Regions from separate parts of the Zea mays genome. Here regions 2 and 3 are each linked to region 1. The links are chromatin contacts, called in public Hi-C maps. All regions are on one chromosome and are shown on one strand. Each heading gives the region's core, a stretch centred on a gene start, on an enhancer-like site or on the middle of the called end of the contact. The rest is flanking DNA. Distances are from core to core; before and after follow the strand shown.

Region 1 (4,113 bases), core at 481-2,980:
TCCTAGTCCTCACCCAAGAAAAAAATTACATCGACAATTATCAGTTAGCTAGTGTATACTCTCCCTGTCCCATTATATTAGTTGTTATGGATTTCTACTTATTTCTACGCTATAGGACTTGCATTCTTTGTCGAGTGTAAGACCTTTTTATACTCGGCAAAGCCTTTGCCGAGTGTTACACTCGGTAAGTAACACTCACAAATAATTTATCGGCAAATGGTTTTTTGCGAGTACTTTTCTAAAATTCAAATGTAATTTTCGTTGACAAGATGACTTTAAATCAAAAAGTTGTCAACTACAAGATTATATAACTTCTCAAGATCTACAAAGTTTATTTTGTTTGTTTGGTCATTTATTCATCTCACATGTTGGTTCTAACATTATTCACAAATCTTATACATCTCTCTTGTAGTTTCATAAACTATGAGAGAAATATATAGTTTTTATAAACAAATTTACTTTTATTTTGTCATATGAAGAAATGACCAAAATATAAATTGTACATCTTGATGAGTTATACAATTTTGTAGTTGAAAACTTTTCATTTGAATTAATTTACTACTTCAAAATATGATTTTTAAATTGTCTTTGTCTAGTGTTGACAAAACACTCGGCAAAGAAACTTTTTGCCGAGTGTCAAAAATAAAACACTCGGCAAAAAAATATTGTCGAGTGTTTTTTTACCGAATGCTTTTTGTTTGGCACTCGGCAAAGAACTTGTTTGCCGAGTGTCCGAAAAAACACTCGGCAAATCATTTGGCACTCAGCAAAGAGCCGGATTCCGATAGTGCTACAAGAAAGGTTCTCTAAGGAGGTGTTTGTTTTGAAGAGTCAACACATTTTAGATGAGATGGTGCATCATGAGTTCATTCTAAAAATTTGGTAGAACGAACTCATTTCTCATATTATTACTAATTATTTGCCAATGAGAAATGAAATAATGATGGATCAAATCATTCTATTCAATAAACCAAACAAAAAAGTGAGGACTGAGAACATGATGGACTACGTTCAAAAAAAAGAATATGATGGACTAACTCAATCCTCAAAACAAACATGCATAAATCTAAATATAAGTTGGGGTCCAAATGCATGGAACCATGCTGTGAATCTAGACATCAAAACACTGCCAAGACACAATATACATTGTCAAGCTCCTCACGGCATTTCAAAGCCAATCTAGTTTTAATCTACCTGTCAAACCCCATGTCATAATAATTGTACTCCTTCAAGAGTACCGGTGTCTCCACCAAGGCTGGCCATGTCGTCGAAGCAGCCAAACCCGCACTGACCGCCGGCGACTCCTCCCCCGCTGGCTCGCGTGAAGCCGTAGTGGTGGTCGACGGTGACCGTGCCGCCGCCGTAATACTGTGGAAGAGCTCGTGCGCCACCTCCTGCTGCGGCGCAAAAGAGAGGCCGTAGTAGCCTCCTGACGCGGAGTGGTCCGGTTCCGGCGCCATGGCGTGTGAAGGCGGGCGAGGAGGAGGGGCCGTCTTGGCCGTCGGCGCCGCCAATTGCCATTGCTCATTCATTATTCAGACTTGAGAAATGCTGGCACGTATAATTGGCCGACATATAACAACTTCATTAGTGCATGCAGCGTAGTAGTGCTCTGCTGTGTAGTAATTGAAGCTTGAAGCCATCCGCCAATTATTGTACTCGTCCGGTCCGTAGCTATAGGACCGCTTGCTAGTAATAGGTGTCTGCGCCTAGGCCACGAGGGAGAAACGATAGGTGAAGAATGTACTAGCATATCATAGCATAGCATGCACCAATTATTTGTGCAGCGCAGCGGGGAGCAGGCCGTCAAATATTGGTGGCCCACCCACTCTGCCCTGCCTGTGCCTGGTACGTACGTGTCTGCGCCGCCTGTGAATGGCCAATTTATGTGCTCGTTTGTGCTGATCGAGGACGTTTGCAGTGGCACAGGATCACCCGTGCCTGAGGTTCCTGCTGGTGGACCACCTTGTGGAGCATCCTGGTTGTGGTTGGGAGGAGGAAACGACAAGTGCATCCAGAGAACCCAGCCACCTTATCCTTTGTTGTGGAGCATGCTGGTTGCTCGTCGACTAGTCCTATTAGGTCATGTGCAGTGAATGTCTTCAACTGCGCCTTATTACACGGTATTTAGAGGGTGAGATGTCTATTAGCTCTATGCTCGGAATAAAATACATTGATAATTGATACATTGAATTTATTCAATACTATAATTGGTGCAATGATTATAGCAACACACATGTTTTAGATACATATCCAATGTATCACACTATATCTTAGTTGTGTCCTTGTGCTTCGAGTACCGTGGTTATTATACATACCCTTAGTCCATTCACACTGCTAGATTTTATATTGTATTTCTAAGATGCTACATAATCAAGAAAAAAATGAAATCTTGGTTGAAACAGTCTCTCACGATAGAGAGTTTCATTCGGCGTGATTTCACAGGTAACATGTAAGAGACAATATATCTAGGTAAATGTGTAGACATGGTTTCATCCCCATAAAACACTTTCATCTCTTTCTTCGTTAATTCCTTGCCGCATCATCCGAAATACTGACATGATACGAATTCACAATTTGGTGCGGCTGATAGTTTGGATCATGCATGTAACCATATAATATGGACTGGATAGGCCGAATTCTTGAAAAGGCCCATCAAGCTACAATAAGTGGGTCGGCGAACACCATCGAAGGACGTTTTTAAGAAGGTATAAAAAAAATTAAAGGTCGTTCTTTTAGAAACCAGTCATTTGATGAGCAATTATATATTTATATTGATTATTAGGATCTGTTTGGGAAGGCTTTACTTCAAGAATTTTAGTTTCATCACACCTCTATCCGTCCAAATTGCTGGATAGCTTTAAAAAATTATTGAAACTGGAGGTCAGTTTCTCCTCTAATAGTGCTTCAAAAACAATATTTTCATACCCCTTATGAAGTTACAGCAAAATTACCCACTACCACTAGTTATACAACACAACGGTTCGCATATCTCACGATCTCTCTTCCCTGTTTCGCTTCCTGGGTTATTTCCGATAGATGAGATTGGCGGCGGCTGCTCCAGCTTCCTCTGAACAAGACGCCATGGATAGGACTGTCGAGCACGCACTCTTCAGCTCGCCGGCGCCCACTCCTGGGCTCCTGACCCGTCACGGGGACCGCGGGGGGGGGGGGGGGGGGGGGGGGGGGGGGGGGGGGGGGGGGGGGGGGGGGGGGGGGGGGGGGGGGGGGTGCATGCTGCGCACCTCGCGGTAGCTTGCAAGTGGCCTACCAGCAGTAGCCCGACTTGGTGGCACGGCTGGTGCGCGACCCCGTCGCGTACTTGCGGTCCCGGAAGCTGAAGAAGTAGCATCAGTGTCGGTGGCCGTCAGCTTCGCCACCTCTGCGCGCACGCAGATGGATCGATCGATCGATGCAGGCAGTGCATGCAGATCAGACATCCCCAGTTAAACGACGACAACGACGCCAGAAAATCCATTCGATTCTGATGTATAGCATGCATGCAGCAAATTAACACGACTGACCTGGGAGCTCCCACGGGCCACGGCTCGCGGGCGTGCAGGTCGACCTCGACGAGCGTCCCCGGCGTGATGCGCTCGAAGTCGAAGGCCACCTTCTTGTGGAGGCAGTGGCACACCAGCTCCCTCAGTGCCATGGATGCATGGATCGGTCGATCGATCCCTATGCTTGCTAGCTGGAAGCCTGGAGATCGATCGACGTAGACGTAGTGCGTGCTCGATCGAAGAGACGCCTAGCTTCGTTCAGTACACAGTTTGCATGATTGGTGCCCAGCTGTCCGCGTACAGGCCGTTGCATGTGTTGACTGCAGTTGTGCCATTGATTGGTTAACTGCATGGCACGGCCGGAGCCTGTACGTTGGTGCATTCCAGATCTATAAAAGCACTCGTTTGTCTGCAACTCTGCATGCTCGGGAAAGTGAGGTGCGCACGTTCCAACCGGTGAAGGCGCAAGCGAGCAAAGCGCCTAGGCCGCTGGTAATCACGCCGAGTGTGACCTTTATGATCCGGTTTATATTACCAGACGAGTGCTCGTATGCTGCAACGAAAATATATAATATCATGATGACTTATATACAAATATGTGTTATACTGT
Region 2 (4,113 bases), core at 622-3,121, 99 kb before region 1:
AAATGAATAAACATTGAACATACATTGAGAAGCAAATACGCAGTATGTGTGTGCCAAGGGATGGCACATTGGCACATACTAGAATGTAACCTTTTGCTCCCAGAGCACATTACTAAATAGGTTTCATGTATTTAAGCTTGGCAAAGGTGCCAATATTTGCATTATAATTTACAACCATTATAGTGGGATTTTCAGCTATTATGCTGGTGACTTATGATGGTACAACTAGAGGGTGTATTAGTGTACCCCGTCCATGCATCAAAGATTTTCATTTTCTGAAGATAAGGAATATACGTTTGGACTTTAGCTAGACAACCACCATTGTATTTTCTTTAATTTAATATATGGAGATATGTCAGATTGCAAATGACACATGCCGCTTCAGACCCACCATCTAACTGCTTTATTTAATGTAAAAGAGCTAGCTTGACATTGAATTTTCCCCTAGTTGCACTTGAGAACCTTTCACTTAAAACCCAAAATACTAGGCATGCACCATATATATCATGATCATTGCTTGTGGCCTCGATTAAACTGCTCATGCTTTAAATTAAATTTGCAGACCTAAGTGCTCTTAGGGCATGTACAGTGGTGTTTAATGTGGAGTCTCTTAAGGTGTTTAAGGGGGTTATTTGCAAAAAAATCTTAGAGCCGTCTCTCCGTGAAGAGACGCCTCTGGCTCGTAAACCAAGTAGCAACAGACGTCTCACTTCCCACTGTACGAATTTATCGTCTGTTCTATCGATCTGATGCTATACAAATACATTTAATTCTGTATTTATTAATAGACTACGTTTATAGACACTCCATTGTACAATAGAGTCTCTTAGTTGTCTCCTGTGCTTGGAGAACTGTTTTGGTGTCTCTCCACTGTACATGCCCTTAGCAGGCAGTAACAATTTGGTAAGCACTGAATGTTACAGCAATAATATTACAACTAAGAGCTTGTTTGGTTAGAAGTGGGTTAAAGAGAATTGAAGGAGATTAAATCTTTTGCTAGTCAAAATCGAGTAGAAAGAGATTTAATCTCCTCAGATCTTATGGAACCGAACAAAACCTAGAATGGGCGGCAGGCAGAGGAATCTGAGCAAGAGTCATGAGAGCAGGGAGGTTTCGTTGATAGAATGATGGTGGCTTGTAGCTGGAACCCGGCCCGTCGGTCTTTCGGAATCCGGAGGCCGGAGCACATCTCACACCTGGGTACGCTGCCCGGACGAGTTTTTTCTATTTGTCGTTTCACAGGGACACACAAGTAAGGGAGCCGCATTCATTACGGGCTCCGAGGGCCTGTCCCTGCGGGTGGGGCCGTACAGTCACCATTCGTACGGGCACGTGCGGCCCCCACCTCTTTACAGGTAGTAGTCCATTGGATGCTGGGCGCGCCTTGGATATATGTCCTGTAGTGCGGTCATCATGGAGCGAAGAGCACCCCGCGTCCCCCTGCCCCTCCCTGCCTTGGACTCTTCTTCTCCGGCGGGACCGGGGGACGGCCACCGCGCATCGGACGACGGCCTTTGACGGGGGCAGCAAGGACACCGCCACAGTTTGTCCTATACAAACGGAGGCCAGGACGGGGCCTTCCGCCATTGCTTTCACCCACCCCCAAACCACCGCTACCACTCGATCGAGACAGCAGAGGGAGATAGTAATACGGAAAAATATATTTTTTTAACCTTTAGTCATGTCGCTCGCCTCCCACCCCACACTAGTGTTCTTTTCATCACTTTCACCTAAAAGCCCTAACAGTGCCACCTCTGCGGCGCGACTTTTCGCCTCTACGGCTGTTGATATTCCTACCCTCTGTTCCACCTCCAAGTTGGCTCCGCAGATCTCCCCTTTTTAGGACAAACAATCCATCCACCACCGCCCTACACACCCTCCTTCCTAAAAATAGTAGCCGGCGCCATGCAAATGCGATTCCCCACAGCTCCCCGTTCCTGATGGAGCTCCTCCGCAGATCAATGGACCTATGAGACGACGAGCGACGCCAGTCAGCAACCAGGTCGTCCAGGTACCGCAGGAACTCCCAGCGGCCACCCCTACTAGCAACCACTCCAGTCTCCAGCTGAGCTGAGCTGAGCAACAAAGGGTATACACTTGTAACTCTATGATACTCTCCATGTCCAAGCTAGCTCCTTTTTATCTTTTTTCCTCATCTCTTCTCTTCGCGGCCGCTTCAGCAGTTCAGCTCCATTCCAACGCGCGGCCGCTGCCTCGGCTGCCACCGCCGAGATCAGCCGCCATCTCCACCAAAGGTAGGAGTATACTTGCTCGCAGCGCGCCAGTGAGGCAGTGACTGCATGCTGCCTCTCCAAGAAAATAGAACCCATCCCCCCCGCATGTATAATTTGACTGACGAAAATATTGTTTCTTATAAGCAGCATCATTTTTCCTTTTATGCATAAATATGAAAGATGCATCGCTTTCACACGAACATGGACAGGCAAAGAAAATATCGAGCAGGGCACCTCAGATATATAGATCCCCAAAATGGCGCATGTAATCATCCGCTGCGTCAATCCTTCATGTGTCTGTATATGATTCCTGGATGCCAGCAGGTTAATCGATGGACCTGCCCCCAAACCCCGAGAGCCCGGGAGGCGGTGGTGATGGCGGCGGAGGAGGCGGAGCCGGTGGATCGAGCGGCGGGGCGTCTTCGTCGGCGCCGGGCGGCGGCACGCCGCAGACGCCGAGCCGGTACGAGGCGCAGAAGCGGCGGGACTGGAACACGTTCGGGCAGTACCTGCGGAACCACCGGCCGCCGCTGAGCCTGGCGCAGTGCAGCGGCGCGCACGTGCTGGAGTTCCTGCGGTACCTGGACCAGTTCGGCAAGACCAAGGTCCACACGGCGGCGTGCCCCTTCTTCGGCCACCCGAGCCCGCCCGCGCCGTGCCCCTGCCCGCTGCGCCAGGCGTGGGGCAGCCTCGACGCGCTGGTGGGCCGCCTCCGCGCCGCCTTCGAGGAGAACGGAGGCCGCCCGGAGTCCAACCCCTTCGCGGCGCGCGCCGTCCGCCTCTACCTCCGCGAGGTCCGCGAGCACCAGGCCCGCGCGCGCGGCGTCAGCTACGAGAAGAAGAAGCGCAAGAAGCCGCAGCCAGCTGATCACGCCAGCGGGAGCGGAGGACAAGGCCCTCACCACCCGCCGCCTCCGGCACCGCCGCCCGCCGGCGCGGCGTGCTGAGGCCTGAGGAACAGTACTACGACACACGCACCCCATTTGGTATGCCGGCCGGACTGAGCATATTTTATGTAGGTTTCGATCGATTTGCCGGTGCATGCATGCATGGTTTATTTGCTACTACCGTTTTGCTCGCGCTGCTGGTGCTGCTTCTTCTTCGCTTAGACTCTCTCTACCGATCGTGTGCCGTGCTACATTGTTATTTCTTCTTCTCCGTCTCTCTCTCTCTCTCTCCTGCTACACGCTTCAGTTCCTAGCTACCGCTTATTTTCGTTTCAAGCAGTTTAATTTGCTTGTAGAAGCAAATCTTATCATTGGATCATTGAATTGAAGCCTATATATATATGCTTTTCATTCAGTACTGCTCATTGTAGAGATGAACGAAGATGGACTTGCATACTTGTGTATCGGTTCATTGTACATACGTACGTGTCCTCGATTCATAGTACAGAGAGAGGACGAGAGAGCTAGCCAGCGCGGGTACCGGGATATGGCCATCCCCTCTCTCCTCTGCAGTTCTTCGCGGGTGCCAAGTCCCATCAAGGACGTACAAATTTGACGCATCCAGATCTTTGGCTTTCTTTCTAGTTCTGATTCCTGTGCCGCTTCCTTTTTCTGGTGCGATTGCGCTCGATCGATCGGCGCCGCGCGTTAGCCCGGGAACTGCTCCACCCACTGCACCATTGAGCAGTGTGACAACGGGCATGGCCGGACTGATCGATCGAGCCGGATCGTGGATGGTACTGTCGCGGCGCACTGTTGCATGCCATCCTCCGTCCCATTGGCTCGGTGCATATCTTGCTAGATCTTGTCTGACGGTTGAATAGGGTGCAACTGTTGTTCTTCTCTAGCGCGCTCGTGCCACTGGTCAGGCTGCCGGCTGGCCGGCCGGCTTCGCTACCCTCCAGCTGCAGTGACGCCCATAGGAGGTCCAA
Region 3 (4,113 bases), core at 1,130-3,629, 66 kb after region 1:
TTAAGTACAACATATTCAAGCTGCAGATAAATATCATATATTTAATACAACATATTCAAGCTGCAGCCATTCAAATCCATAGACATCAATTGAAGTGGTTTCTCAGTTGCAGAAAATCTTGTAACAAAAAAGGAGTCTAGGTTTATTCAGTCGCCATGATCTGAAATAAAAGTGGACTGAGTATTATAGATAGCGGTCTGTGGCATTTAGCGATATGTATGTCTCCTCAAACAGCTAATCGCCGGCTAAATCATAGCAGCCAAATCGTACATGGGAGTAGCTAGACACTCCTCAAACAGCTATATCCAGAGATAGCTCTAGCTATAGCGGGAGATTTAAAATTTGAAACCCTGCCTGTGACAGCAGCCATGCAGAGAACAGTATATGGCCATTGTGCTAGAATTTTGGCCTGACTTGTGTAAGCTATGGTTGGAAGACTCAAACCAGCCACAACAAAAGTTTTGAGTAAAATGTTCATGAGTAGCACCAACCTGACTTGTTTTACGGCCTAAGCCCATGAGGAAGTTGTCTGGCTTGATATCACGATGAAGAAACCCCCTCGTGTGCATGTACTCTACCCTAGATATCTGTATGACAACAACAGGAAGACATTAACTTGGCGAAAACCCACCAAAAAAATATTCAACAATTGAGAAATTGGGCCATCAATTTTATAGTTATGCCGCCATACAGGTAACAAAAGCTAAAAAAACAAAATGATATATCTCGCAAGAGAAACTAACCATCTGATCAGCTAGCATAAGTACTGTTTTAAGAGAAAACTTTCTGTTGCAGTAGTTGAACAAGTCTTCGAGGCTTGGACCAAGAAGATCAATGACCATGACATTGTACTCCCCATCCACTCCAAACCATTTCAAATGAGGAATTCCAGCTGAAGTTTAGAAGAAAAAATATTGAATCAGTGAAAGCATATGAAACAAACAGCCTATGTCCTTGTATTATTACTTACTTCCCCCTTGGAGAAGCATGTATAGTTTTGACTCATAATGAAGCTGAGGATGCCTTGATTTTACAGATTCCTGGTAAACATGAGATGACGAAAAACGGTCAGGTAGTGTGCCTTGAGGCTGAAAGGGGTACTACCAAGACTAAGACTGAAAGATCATATTGCTTGAAAATGGCTAACCTCATTCTGTCTCAAAACGTAATACTATATGTTCAGGCTACAAATCCATTACATATAGAGCAATATAACCTAAATTTTCCCATAGCACTTTTTTTTGCTTTAGTCAATCCATAATCCACGTCATACATACAGGATAAAATGTAAAATTTAAAGTTCTCTTATCACGGACCACCATAAATCAACTTTCTGCAAGTGCTATTTCATATGTTCAAAATGGCCCTATGAAATATGACTCGTTACTTCTTTTCCCTAAAAAAAAGGAGGAGCTGTTATACAGCCACACTAATGAAAGGTAACAGAACCATGATTTGGACTGAATCCACAGGTCAATTCGCATGGACAACCAAGAAACGGTTTGAAAGTCTTGTTATTAGTCATGTAAAAATATAACTCAGAACCATGTCAGTATCTTTGAAAGCAATTACATGCACAGCACCATTCATTTTCATAATTATGTCATGCCATAATCTACACGAGAATTCTTCGGGGAAACGGTTCTAGCAATGGTTGGCCAAATATATGTTTGCATATGGAACAAACTAATGCCGAATGTCAGGCATGTATTTCCACGATAGGGAGAAAAAAAAATGGTCCACGAACAGTATCAAACTATCTCATACCAACTTGATAGCCACCTCCTCGCCGCTCTGTACGTTGACACCTGCAGCCAAAAGGAAACATCATCGCATCAACGACAGACGCGGAACGACGAGCAGTACAAAACAGCGGCGCGTAGGAACCCGCAGACACGCGTGGGTCAAGGGCCCGGCGAGACGCTTACCGAGATAGAGCTCCCCGAAAGATCCGCTCCCGATCTTCTTCCCAAGCTTAAACTTCCCTCCGATCACGTGCTCCATTCCCGCAACCCCGCACCGCACGATTCACCCGGCCAACAACCGCCCCGCAGATCGTCCCTCTCCGATGGAGAGCGCTCACATTGCCCGTCTGCAGCGAGATTCGAGCCCGGAGCGCCCGGGAACAAGGGTTTCCCCGGATCTCCCAACCCAACCCAGGGTAGATTCCGCGCTGCGAAACGCCACGTGCGACGGAGCAGTCAAGGTCGACCGGCGGACGGGCGGGCGGGCGACGACGAGGCGGATCGAATTGGCGAGCGACCTCGGACGTGGGGCGAGGGAGGGATTCGCGTCTCTGATTTCCGGGGGAATTTTTTCGGGGGGTGAGAAGGGCGGGGGTGAGAAAGTGTGGAAGGGATGGGTGGGACGCGGAAACCGTGGGAGACGGACGGGGCAGGGCAGGACAACGGGTAGGTGGGATAGGAGAGCACGGGCACGGGCACGGCGTCTGGTTTTGTTTTCGCATGGTTCTTTCTTGCGTTGCGTCTAGTTTTTGTGAGTCCCATTCCCATCCCATCCTATACATGTTTGTTACCGAACGTCCAAATCAAACTGAATGAATTAGTGGAGCTCCCGTGGTGCCAACACGCGGTGACTTTCGTCTGGCACAAAAAAAACAAGCTGAATGAATTAACGTTTCAAAAGAGAAGGACAGCAGTGGTGGAACCGAAAGTTGTCGTTTGTGATGTGGGATTGACAGCCTCACCTCCTATTTTTATACGTACGTAAAGTGTTTGCATCTTGTTTAGCCCCTGTTTGTTTCGGCTTTTCACAGCTTCTGGCCATCAGAAGTTGCTGCGGACTGCCAAACACTCAGCTTTTCAGACAGCTTCTATAAAATTTGTTTGAGTAAAAACCATTCAAAATCAACATAAACATATAATCGGTTGAGTCGTCGCAATAGTAGTAATCCGTCACTTTATAGATCCTGAGCCCCATGGAAAACTTTATCTTCCTCCGCACGTAATCCTAATGATACTCAGATTTTCTACACAGCCAGATTCTTCCCACAGCTAGATTCTCGAAAAAGCTGGTCAGAAAAAAGCTGAACCAAACAGGCCCTTAGACTACCACTCTTGGATGCCTGCACTTTTGTATGGGTTGCGTCTCATTCTTCTCATATTTATGCAAATCTATGTTCATTGAAATAGAGTGAATATATGTCACATTTATTAATTTAATTTAATTACTATCCATATGTAAAATTTCACCAATAAATATCAAAAAGCTTGCAATAATTCCTTACAAATTAATTAATAAGGTTGTCATATTTTATAATAGTTTTTTACTGAGTCTCTACTAACTATTAAGACGATAGTGTAGACCACGGTGAAACCATGTCCTCACCTTGACGCCTATAGAAAAATCGTCCAAAATTATTGCGCTCGGGAGGGGGATCCAACCCATGGTATGGGAAGACATCGCACAACACTATATATGCTATGCTAGCCACTTGAGCGCAAGCAAGTTTGTATCTAATAGTCAATATATGTTATAAATATGTGTAGACTAGGTTTTCAAAATAATAAAAAATCATATCATGTCGGGCCGACATTACGGCCCGAGACAACGGCCCAAGCATGACATGTCTCTCGGGTCGGACTGTCACGAGTCCCATCTTAATAGTGTCGGGCCAAACCACGACACTATTAAATGAGTCATACCTCATGTCGGCCCGCTAGGCACGACTCATTTGACCATCTATGCTAACACCCTCCTTCCGCGCCATTCGTCAGTCGTAGGCCCCACACATCCCGCGCTCCTCGCCTCCTCCACGTCCGCGTCATACGCCCACCATCCTCGCCTCCCTCCACTTTGGTTGTCAACTGTGCATGCCCCCCGCTTGTTGCCCCTACCTCCTCGATCCCCTGCGGGTCGACATATCCCCCTGGTCCCCTCCCTCATCTTCTCCCTTCGCCTCCTCCTCGACGCTCGTGCCTCCGACAAGGATCCCGAGGGGCTCGTGGCCGGCGTCGAGGCGCTCAAGACTCCATCCAGGGCCGTGATGGGTTGTCTTATCCGTGTGCGCGCTACTTCTACAAGGTGGACGAGGAGCTGATGCACAACATGATCTAGGTCAGCATCGAGGACGTCACGCGGGTCGCGCACGTT

Evidence for each region. A called contact is a pair of places that touch in the nucleus more often than the background predicts.
Region 2: a contact with region 1 is called in a Hi-C map of leaf, with 2.9 times the contacts expected there. The contact joins the promoter of LOC100278742 here to the enhancer-like site in region 1. A contact is called at or near these places in 5 of 25 Hi-C or Micro-C datasets (ear, leaf, root tip and 1 more).
Region 3: a contact with region 1 is called in a Hi-C map of leaf, with 2.9 times the contacts expected there. The contact joins the promoter of LOC100217181 here to the enhancer-like site in region 1. A contact is called at or near these places in 2 of 25 Hi-C or Micro-C datasets (ear and leaf).

What each region holds. Positions count from the first base shown.
Region 1 is chr5:189,896,953-189,901,065 of Zm-B73-REFERENCE-NAM-5.0, reverse strand. No RefSeq gene overlaps it. Among protein-coding and RNA genes, the nearest start is that of LOC100217181, 65 kb to the right of the region's middle. Within about 2 kb of position 1,730, at least 17 of the 20 cell types and tissues checked have an H3K27ac peak or open chromatin away from gene starts, as enhancers often do. A contact at or near this core is called in ear and leaf, where this site is marked.
Region 2 is chr5:189,995,686-189,999,798 of Zm-B73-REFERENCE-NAM-5.0, reverse strand. It overlaps LOC100278742 (putative protein of unknown function (DUF640) domain family protein), which reads left to right and starts at 1,871. Exons shown (of 3, transcript NM_001151920.2): 1 at 1,871-2,089; 2 at 2,184-2,255; 3 at 2,559-3,536. The coding sequence starts at 2,567. The coding sequence ends at 3,181.
Region 3 is chr5:189,831,862-189,835,974 of Zm-B73-REFERENCE-NAM-5.0, reverse strand. LOC100217181 (putative casein kinase family protein) reads right to left here and starts at 2,379. Exons shown (of 14, transcript NM_001143542.1): 1 at 1,929-2,379; 2 at 1,768-1,808; 3 at 971-1,040; 4 at 744-892; 5 at 492-587. The coding sequence starts at 2,004.